Linked DNA regions of Gossypium hirsutum: region 1 is linked to region 2. The links are chromatin contacts, called in public Hi-C maps. All regions are on one chromosome and are shown on one strand. Each heading gives the region's core, a stretch centred on a gene start, on an enhancer-like site or on the middle of the called end of the contact. The rest is flanking DNA. Distances are from core to core; before and after follow the strand shown.

What was found. A called contact is a pair of places that touch in the nucleus more often than the background predicts.
Region 1: a Hi-C map of leaf shows a contact between it and region 2, with 2.4 times the contacts expected there. The contact joins the promoter of LOC107886379 here to the promoter of LOC107886428 in region 2. A contact is called at or near these places in 2 of 34 Hi-C or Micro-C datasets (callus and leaf).

Annotation. Positions count from the first base shown.
Region 1 is chrA03:77,099,629-77,104,742 of Gossypium_hirsutum_v2.1, reverse strand. LOC107886379 reads right to left here and starts at 2,874. Exons shown (of 1, transcript XM_016810313.2): 1 at 2,396-2,874. The coding sequence starts at 2,794. The coding sequence ends at 2,585. LOC107886378 reads left to right here. Exons shown (of 2, transcript XM_016810310.2): 1 at 1-529; 2 at 1,131-2,093. The coding sequence starts at 142. The coding sequence ends at 1,150.
Region 2 is chrA03:76,565,870-76,570,424 of Gossypium_hirsutum_v2.1, reverse strand. It overlaps LOC107886428 (nuclear transport factor 2A), which reads right to left and starts at 2,070. Exons shown (of 2, transcript XM_016810382.2): 1 at 1,439-2,070; 2 at 1-254. The coding sequence starts at 1,732. The coding sequence ends at 180. It overlaps LOC107886426, which reads left to right. Exons shown (of 2, transcript XM_016810381.2): 2 at 1-79.

The DNA.
Region 1 (5,114 bases), core at 1,625-4,124, 530 kb before region 2:
ATAACTGTGTACTCGTTTTTCCGGTTGCCTCGTTTTAGCAAAAATAAATTCTAGTTATTGTTTCCAATTTTCACTCCCCCCCCGGCTCGGATTATAGGGTTAGGACAATTTTCATCTAGGAATTTTTTTGAGAAGAAAAAGATGATGAGAAGACAACAACGAAATCAGTGCCAACAATCAAGGTTTTTCTACGAGCTGTTGGCGCTGGTCCTAAATCTTCTACGATTGCCTACGATGCCGCTTCCCTTCTCTGACCAACCAGCCGCCCCGGAGAGGATTCCTCTTCCGCGAACGGCATCGATGACGACGATACCGCCGGCGGGATTCGCTTGGCTGATGCTAGGAATATCTATTTCGTTGATGCTGTGTGGATCAGTTACTTTCTTTATAGGGTTCATGTTGATGCCTTGGGTTCTTGGTTTGGTCATGGTTTGTTACGTTGTTGGGATTGTTTCAACGGTCTCCATGTTAGGTCGTTCGATTCTGTGTTACGCCATGGCCCCTCCTTCGCGGCGAAAGGATATCCCTGGTAATTTGTTTGTTGATTATTTCTTCTTGAATGGGTTGATTTTGTGTTGTATTTTACATGTACTTTTTCTCTTAAATTGTGACTTTTTACCTGTTGATGTCGCATTATCTGTTTTCGTGAAGGACTGGGGATAAAAATGTGTTCAATTCTAGGTTCTCCTAATTTTTTTTTGGATTAATTTGGAAATTGTACATAAAAAAGAAAAGAAAGAACTTTATAATAAACCCTAGGTTCTTCCTTTCGTACGTTTTTGTCAAGTTACTGGATTTCATCATTAAGTGACTCTGATTTCAATAGCACGCTAATAATGGCAATATACTGTAAGATTTGTAGGTTTGAGATTGGGGGTATATTTCATGATTGATAGTTGAATGGGTGAAGATTAAAAAAAGGAGGATGATATTTATTGAACTTAGAGGACTAAGTAAGTAGGATATTGTGAATTAGAGCTATGTTTTGCGAAGTGCCTCTTTTGTTCGCAGGAATTAATTCTGTTCCATCCTCTGCATTTTTTTATTAGCCTTAAATCGCTTTTGATAGATTCTGCTAAAATTTGGCGTTTGATATTTTGTATTTTTACTAGTGTAGTGCTGAACTGCAGGTTGCAGCTATGAGAGGTGAGCACCAAACCTAGGAGAAAAGAAACTGTGAAACAGAGCTTAATGGGAACTCTCTTTCAGGTTGGTTTTGGTGGTGGCCGAACCTTTGGTTGGTAGGATTTAAGAAGTTCCTGTCTTGTTACACCCCATATTCCCCATCTCCTTTTATTCGGAATGCTTTCAATGCTTTCGAATATCAAATATGTTGTTTACTCTTCACCAAAATTATGCTTTCTAGTTTGTCCAATCTTTTATTTATCTGTTGATCTTTGGTGCATGCCTTTCCTGAACCTTTTATGCAATCCAATGCAGATCTTTCTTCCTACAGCACGGGAAAAAACTTTTTTACTAGTTAAAAAGGGGGAAAAAATGAGTTTTTGTCTATGAGGTTTGGTTTTTTTTAATATTTGATTTGAAATGAGCTTTGGGTTTAACTCGAACAGGTAAACTGAGCCTTGATGTTAATTATTATGGCATTGCTTAAGGTTATAATAGGTTCATGATATCGCATTAATGACCCGTTTTGCAACAAATTTCCTTACTTATTATACCCTGCCGCTCTCCGATCCTTGGGAATCATTTGAATCAATTACCTTTTGCGTTAGGCTGCTAAATTTTATCCTTGTTTGCGTGACATGAATGTATCTCTTCTTCAATCTATAAAATTTAATGCAAAGATTTAGCAGATCACTGATAAGACTTTATATTCAAAACGCTGTGGGAATTGTGGCATTGCAGCATGGAAACTTATGTGAAGAGAAAAACAAGATCGAGACAAGAGAGTTGGAATATGGGTTGGATAATTGAGGAGCACTGGAGTTCTTGGGAAACCTATTGTACCAGGCTTTCTTCCAGTAGTAATGCATGCTGGAAATGTGTATAAATGTTGCTTCATATGTAACTGAGATATGTGGATGTATTATAGCGTCTTTGTGAATACAACTATTGGTGTTCTATTTTGGTTATTACCAACCCTTTATTGCGTGCAAGTCTCTCCCATCGTTTACTTGTTGGATTTAAGGGACTTCCGTTGCTTTGTTTTTTAACGTTCAAAATCTTCATCAGCTAATCAGCATAGAATTTCTTATCCAAATGGAAGGTTAAAACAAGCAAAAAAAGACACTTCGACAAATTATCTACTAGGCAGGTGTCTGTTAAAGAGGTCTTTTTACTTTATATTTATTTATTTATTTTCTTCTTTGTTGTTGTTTCCTTCAAAACTAATTTTTGTCCAGAAAGTTGTGATATTATCCTCAGAGTCCGAACATACAAATAAAAGCACAATTTTGCTATTTCACCAATCATTTCTATTATTCTACTACTGCATTAAGGCCAACAAGATAACAATCCAAAACCAAACACTTCACCCTGGGGAAATACATTAACCAATCAGAAGGGTAATAAAAGAAAAAAAAAAGGACTAAATCTTACAAAACACAATAATAAGAGTGGCAGGCTATCCAGTGTAGATGTGAACACCTATGGCGATGAGGAAGATAGTGATGAGTCCAAAGAAGATAATAGCATGGACAAGAATGGAAATCCCACTGGTTTGCATGTTCACAAACTCCACCACTTTGTTCCTCCCTGGCAACTGAAACAACAATCCTGGACTTAACAACACAAATAGCACCACCGCTATCACCACCGGTCCCCAGTCCGCCATACTTTACTCTTCACACTCTCTTGGAATGAATGAAGCTTTGAAAAAAGGTGGGTTGTGGTTGAAAGAAGCAAACAACGCACGGGGAGAGGGAAATATATACATGCATGTCTACATCGTGGGTTCTCGACAGATGCCACTGCAATAACAACGTGGCAACATTACGGATCGTCCGTCCCTTTCCAATGACTGTAAATTGTAATCGTCTGTCTATCCTTAGCTAATATAATTAATATTTCTTTCCTTTTTTCTGATTAACAAATAAGAACCGTCTTTGGTTTTTATTCCTTTACCTTTTCTTAATTTTTTTTTTCCAGAACATGGAAGAATTCCTAAACTGCAAGCAGTTGTCACATGATTTGATTTCAATTTCAGAGCTTCCAAGTTCTATTTTTCTTTTTACACATGTTGAATTCGAATTAGAAATTCGTTTAAAGTGTGAATCTATGAGTTGCAATTGAACCATGTATTTCTGTTATTGCTTTTTTTCTTCTAAAAAATAACCTTATGAAAAAGGAATAAGAACATATATATATAATTACCATATTACACAAAAAGGTAAGGCCTTGGCAGGATCTTTTATCCAGCATGGCAATAATATATAAAAGGAGCAATCTTAACCTAGTAGACAAGTTTGAACATGGTATGGATTGGATTCAACATTTTTGCATCATAATATAAAGTCATTATACATGTAAAAGAATCCAAATGCACTCTCTTCAGCGGGGTCATTATTTTTGGGTAAGAAGTGGATTCCGACTAATGCCTAACAGTCATGTTGCTTGATTTAGTTAAAATTCCCAATCATGTCCGGTTGAAGTCTAAATCAAAAGCTGTTGGTGAATTACATCAGAAACTCCAAAGTCAAATGGCCTGTCAAACCATTTTCTTTCATTTCGTGGCTGATTTTAGATTTTATGTTTGATTGCAAAACACCCGGCATCAAGTAATTGATACAACTACAAATCATTAAATTTAGTCCAAAATCTATCATGAAGAATATATATGCGCATATGTAGTGAAATATCGGCTTATTCCGTGGGGAGCATCTGCATCAACTATAAGCAAAGCCACCTTATTCCTAAAATCTGATAGTATAAAGTTTCAAAAATTGATTCTTCAAGACTTTGAAAGCCAGAAGAATAATAGCAAAGGCTGTCCATGCCAGGTCCCATTGTAATGGTATACTAAGACTTCCCTTTTTGGTAGCACCAATATGCTATATTCTATCATTTTACTTGAATTTTTTTTTTCAAAAAAATCAAATGTCAACACTCACATTAGAGTTAAAGTAATAAACATTGTATGTCATCACAATGTTTTACAAAGGATGGATACCATTGCATTGTTTGTTGAATCTACGTAATTGTCACATTTGATCTAAGCTGTTGTGTGGACCAAGTCATCAAGTTAAACAATTATTATTCGAACTCTTGATTTCATTTTAAAACCAGTTTATTGTTGAAGTTGAAAAATGCTTTTGAAAAGATTGATAGTGATTACTATTGCTATTAAAAAGTGTTTTTAAGAAAATATATAAAATGTCTATTTTAAACATGATGCTGTAAAGTAAAAAGATATATTGAACTTCTTAAAAGAGGATAAAACTAATTTCAACCAAAAACCCTTTTGCAAATACTAAGAACTATGTTATAAAATAAAAGAATAGAGAGCAAAGAACAAAGGAAATAGAAGAATAAAAGAGACAGCGTATTTTATTGATCAATGGAAGTAAGCTACAATGCTTCTCCAAAATCTATATTTATAGACATAGAAAGTATAAATAAAATAGAACTCTACTTCTAATGACTATTAGAATTTAAATTTCATCAAAACTTATCCTGATCTTAATGGACATTCACTTAATAAAATATTCATAATATTCCCCATTGGATGTCCATTGGTAGATAATGTACCTCGTTAAAACCTTACTAAGATAAAAACCTCGTGGGAAAAAAATTCCTATTGAAAGAAAAAGAGTACACATATCTATAATACGCTTAATATGCTGCTTCATTAAGAACCTTATCAGGAAAATCCAATGGAACAAAACCTCGGTTAAGAGAAAAAGAGTATAGTGCGTATTTACTCCCCCTCATGAAAACATCACAGACTTTCTCATATTCTACTTATTCAATCTTGAATACTAGCTTTTCAAATGACCATTTGAAAGTATTTGTTAAGAATTTATATCAACGTTCTTTTGAAAGTCATGACTGATGGAAAATTTTGGGGAAATATATTTTGATCTTTTCAGGAGTTTCAACAATAATCATAGCAAACTTTAATCATGATTCTTCTATAAGAATATAAATAGGTATTT
Region 2 (4,555 bases), core at 821-3,320:
TTGACCAACTGAACCAATCAGTCCCTGAAATATGGAGAGATATGGAAACCATAATGGAACACGAAACATAATCATCCCCCAAAAAAACAAAATTCCAAATTTCATTAGAGCCTAAAATAGGCAAAACGTGTTTTAAATCCTCAGGCATTGTATTCCCATCCCTTGATTAATCATCGTCTTCACGCGTAGTTCAACCTGAATATGTCATTCAACACATAAAAGCTTCCCTGTGGCGTTGGCATCAAATGAAACATCTGATAGCAGAATGCAACATAAAGATAACCTAGGTTAGTAAAGTTGTTAATGAAACTGAACCAAGGCATTGGTGGATGCAATATCTATTAGTTTTCTAAACAGAACATTAAAAACATAATGTCTTTGCATTCATAATTTTAGGCAACATAAAACGGTTAACTACTATGTTGCTCAAATTGGGGTGTTAATGTCGATGTCTGTATATTCAATTTCCTCCAAGTTATAAAATTTAGAGGATCTTGGAGGCTCATATCCCCATATCTATACCCAAAAATATGTTGAATACAGATGTGTACTTCAAAAAAAATGTAATCTGGGATAAACATTGGTTAACTATCAACATAGATGAAACACATATAAAAGTTTGCTCCACGTGAATGAAAGACATAAACCATAAGGAAATCATCAATGTCTCCAGGTGAGGAAGGGGCATGTGGTAGTGGATTTTCTTTTATATCCAGTAGAGTCGCAAGAAACAACATCAAGGGAGATGGCAGATAATTGTTCAGAGTGAGCACTGAGAGGACCTCTGTCACTTATGCGAAAAAGACAAGTATAAAAATGAAATGAGTACAAGCAAAGGGCGCAATAAACAAAATGAAACAAAAGCAAGCTCTTGAATGCAGTGTCTATAGTATAATTACCTACACAACTACGGCCCACACCACGCTTATAGCAAGAGGATAGGAATATCCAGGACCGACACGGTCCAAATAATTGATGACAAGGAACATGTAAATGTGCAGTTCCAGGTTGCAAAACAAAGTAAAAGTGGAGCAGGTTCTATGGAAAGATGGTGGATCCAAAAACAAATCCACATCTTCCAAAACGTATTATGGCACAATTTAATGAAATCGGGTTTATAGCCGAAATAACATTTTTTTTACCTGAACCAATCCCATCAATATAGATGCAAAATGAATGAAAAATGTGCAATTCCTGGAACTGTAATCTTAAGCAAATCCGATGAGCATTAATGCTTAAACATCACAGATAAGACCATTATTAAGATCCCATAGAGAACATTTCCATTCCCGCTCCGGCTTCGGTCAGATCAAAACACCAACTTAAAAGATCCACCAATACGAAATGGAATCGTGAAATTAACACAAGGATATAACCGATGAATTCAAGAGTGACACATAAGATTAGCCGTAGATGGCTGAGCTAATAAGAAAAATACCTGGCTGAACTTGAGAGCATGCTGCTCGCCAACGAGTTGGAGGTTACCGCTGACGAAGACGAGCATGCCGCCGGAGCCGGAAGGCTGGCAATCGACGGTGGTGATGTTGTGCTTGCACTGCTGGAAAGGAAGGCTGGTGAGTTTAACGACGATGCTCTGAGAGCCCTGGATCTTTTGACCTTCGAAGGTCAACATGGAACCTTCCTGGTAGAGATTGGCTAAACCGGCCCGGTTGGCATCGAATGTGGAGTAGTAGTGCTCGACGAAGGCCTTGGCTACTGCGTCTGGATCCATCTCACTTTTTTTTTCTTTATATGAAATTGAGTTGTGGCTTCTAAATCACGCCACCAAAGCAGCAGCAGCAGCCAACAGAATGAAGAAGAAGAAGGAGAAAGAGAGGCGACTGGCGAGCCAAGATTTGAGAGAGGGTTTTCCTTTTTTATCTCTTTTTTTTCTTATTTATAATAATAAATATTGAGGTGTATTTATAGGAGGATTGATCCAACGGTTCATTTTGAATCATAAAAAATTAATATCAAAATCGAACAGTGGATGCCTGCCGGCGTGTTTTTCTTAATTTCATTTCTTTCATTTATTTTATTTATCAGTCACTGTAGAAAGGGCCCTCACTTATACACCCTCTTTTCTTTGCGTCAATATAACGCAGCTAAGCCAAGCAAATTTATTGGTAAATCTTAAGAATAGTCCCTCTACTTATCAATTTGTTTGGATTTAATTCATTACTTTTGTTTGATTGAATCTTTACTTTTTAAATGACTCATTGTCAGTCCATTGAATAACTTTTCTTTCATTAATTCCGTTTAAAATTGAAGTATAATTACCTGTTAAACCTCTAACACTTGTAACTTTTGTGAATTTGGCATATGCTTCTTCTTTTTTTTTCTATCTTGAACCCTTTTATCTTTTGAGTTTTTATCAAATTGAAAAATTTTCACTACAATTTAACAAAACCATTAGAAATTATACCATATGTACAAGTACATTATAATTGTCGTGCTCCTATTTTGTTGTGTATGTCACTCAGCAAGTAATTTAAAATTAAAAAAATTAAATATATAAAAATTATAAACATTTTTGCTATACCCCTACTCTGCTTAGATATGTAACAACAAGAGAAGTGATTTAAAAGGCCCCTACAGATGAACTTCCAGTTGGTCACCTCATAATCAACCATTAACATATTTTATGCCACCCATAGGAAAGGCACCCCACCCGCCTTTGATCGCCTGTTCATTATACTTGTCCATGGGTCGGGTCGTTCGCCCAAAATATAAGAGGGTTTGGACAAAAATATAGGCTTAAAAATTGAGTTTATGCTTATGAATAAGACCCTTTTAAAAAATAGATCGGGTTTCAAGTAAAGTTTTTTCAGCTCGAGCCTAGCCTGATTTTATTAACCTAAATATTTTACCCCTGTTCCCAGCAAACCAAGTTCCTCATATTCCTCTTTCTCTTCCCAATCCTTAATTCCCTTTTCGATCTCTATTTCCCCTTCCTTAATCCTTAATGACTAAATTTTTTTTCTTCATACTTTTTTGCCACTGATGCTTCTTGCTTCATTTGTCATATCTACTTCTTCCTGCTTCCTAGTTTTCTTTTCTTTTCTTTTCAAGTTGAGGGGGAAAAAAAAGGAACCTGATCGAAGGTTGAGAAGTTATCAGCAATAAACCCATACTTCTGCTTTGTAGATTGCTTTCTTTATAGTTGGGAAGGTTTATTATGACTAGTACTATCATTAATCGAAGCAGTGTTTCCCTCTCCGAAAGTAGAAACTTGTAACGGTGCGGCAGCCATGGATGGTCTGTTTAGAAAGAAAATTACCCATCTCATTTTCTTTTTCGTCGTCTTCTTTTCTTTGATAAAATTAGTTTATTTATATCGTATTATTCTAAACAAGCATAATAAAGAAAAATAGTAAATGTTTTGGGGTTTGGTGAAGCAAGAATATATATACACACTGGCTTACCTCATTTCATCAAAGGAAACCTAAATATTTGGTGTAGAAATCCTTATGTTATGTGAAACGAAAAGAACCAAATTTGTTCTTTTCTTCAAGCAAACAATATGCTCATAAAAAAATAATAATAATTTTTTTAAAAAATTGGCCAAATCGGGCCAGGCTTGAGTTTCATATATATAAACTGGGCCGGGTTTTGACAAAAATTTAATCTTGTTTTTTGGGTCAGGCCAAGCCTAAGCCTACCAATCAAGCTTAAGATTTTGATTGGACTTAGTCAGAACCTGACCCAACTCGACCTATGGACACCTCTACTGTTCACTTTCCTATCAAGCCACCTACTATTAGCGACCCATTCTTATCCCCAAGAGGGGACCACCAAGGGACTATTGAAGCCTAACAAGCTTCTACTACCTCCGTAAATGGAATGTTAGAGTATGCCCACACAAAATTAAACTTAACAACAACCAACATATAACAGGCCTGCCACTTGACTGGCCACATGAGCAGGCCATCGCTCGTGCTGTTGATGACGTAACATTACAAGCAAGGAGACCTTCTCCCTATGTATACCCAACATACAATACAAAATTGATTTTCTTCCCACTTTTACTCCCTTTAGCAATATACCCTAGACTTGCTACTTGACTGACCACACGAGCAGGCCACCACTCGTGTTGTTGATGACGTGACATTACAAGCAAGGAGACTTTCTCCCTATATATACCTAACATACAATACAAAAGGGATCTTATTCCCACTTTTACTCCCTTAAGCAATATACTTTAGTCTCCCTTCTCCTTCCTCCTCCTCTTTCTCCTCTTCTTTAGATACTTTGACTCTCTGCCTATAACAGGTGAACCGGTCTCCCTGTCACCATTATATTCTCCTTTTTTGTCCCTTTTTGTTAAACATTGGTATCAACAAATTTCAAGAATTCTAAAAAAATTAAAAACTCTTCAAAATTAAAAATTAGAAAAAAATATAAAAAGCTCGTAAAAATGATCCCTCTATTTTACAAATTGCTCATTTTCAACCATTTTTATAACTTTTTTCTCTTAACTCCATTTAAAAATATGATGTAACTTTTTGTATTTTACTTACTATTGCATATGTAGGGACGCCGCGAAGGGGGAGCA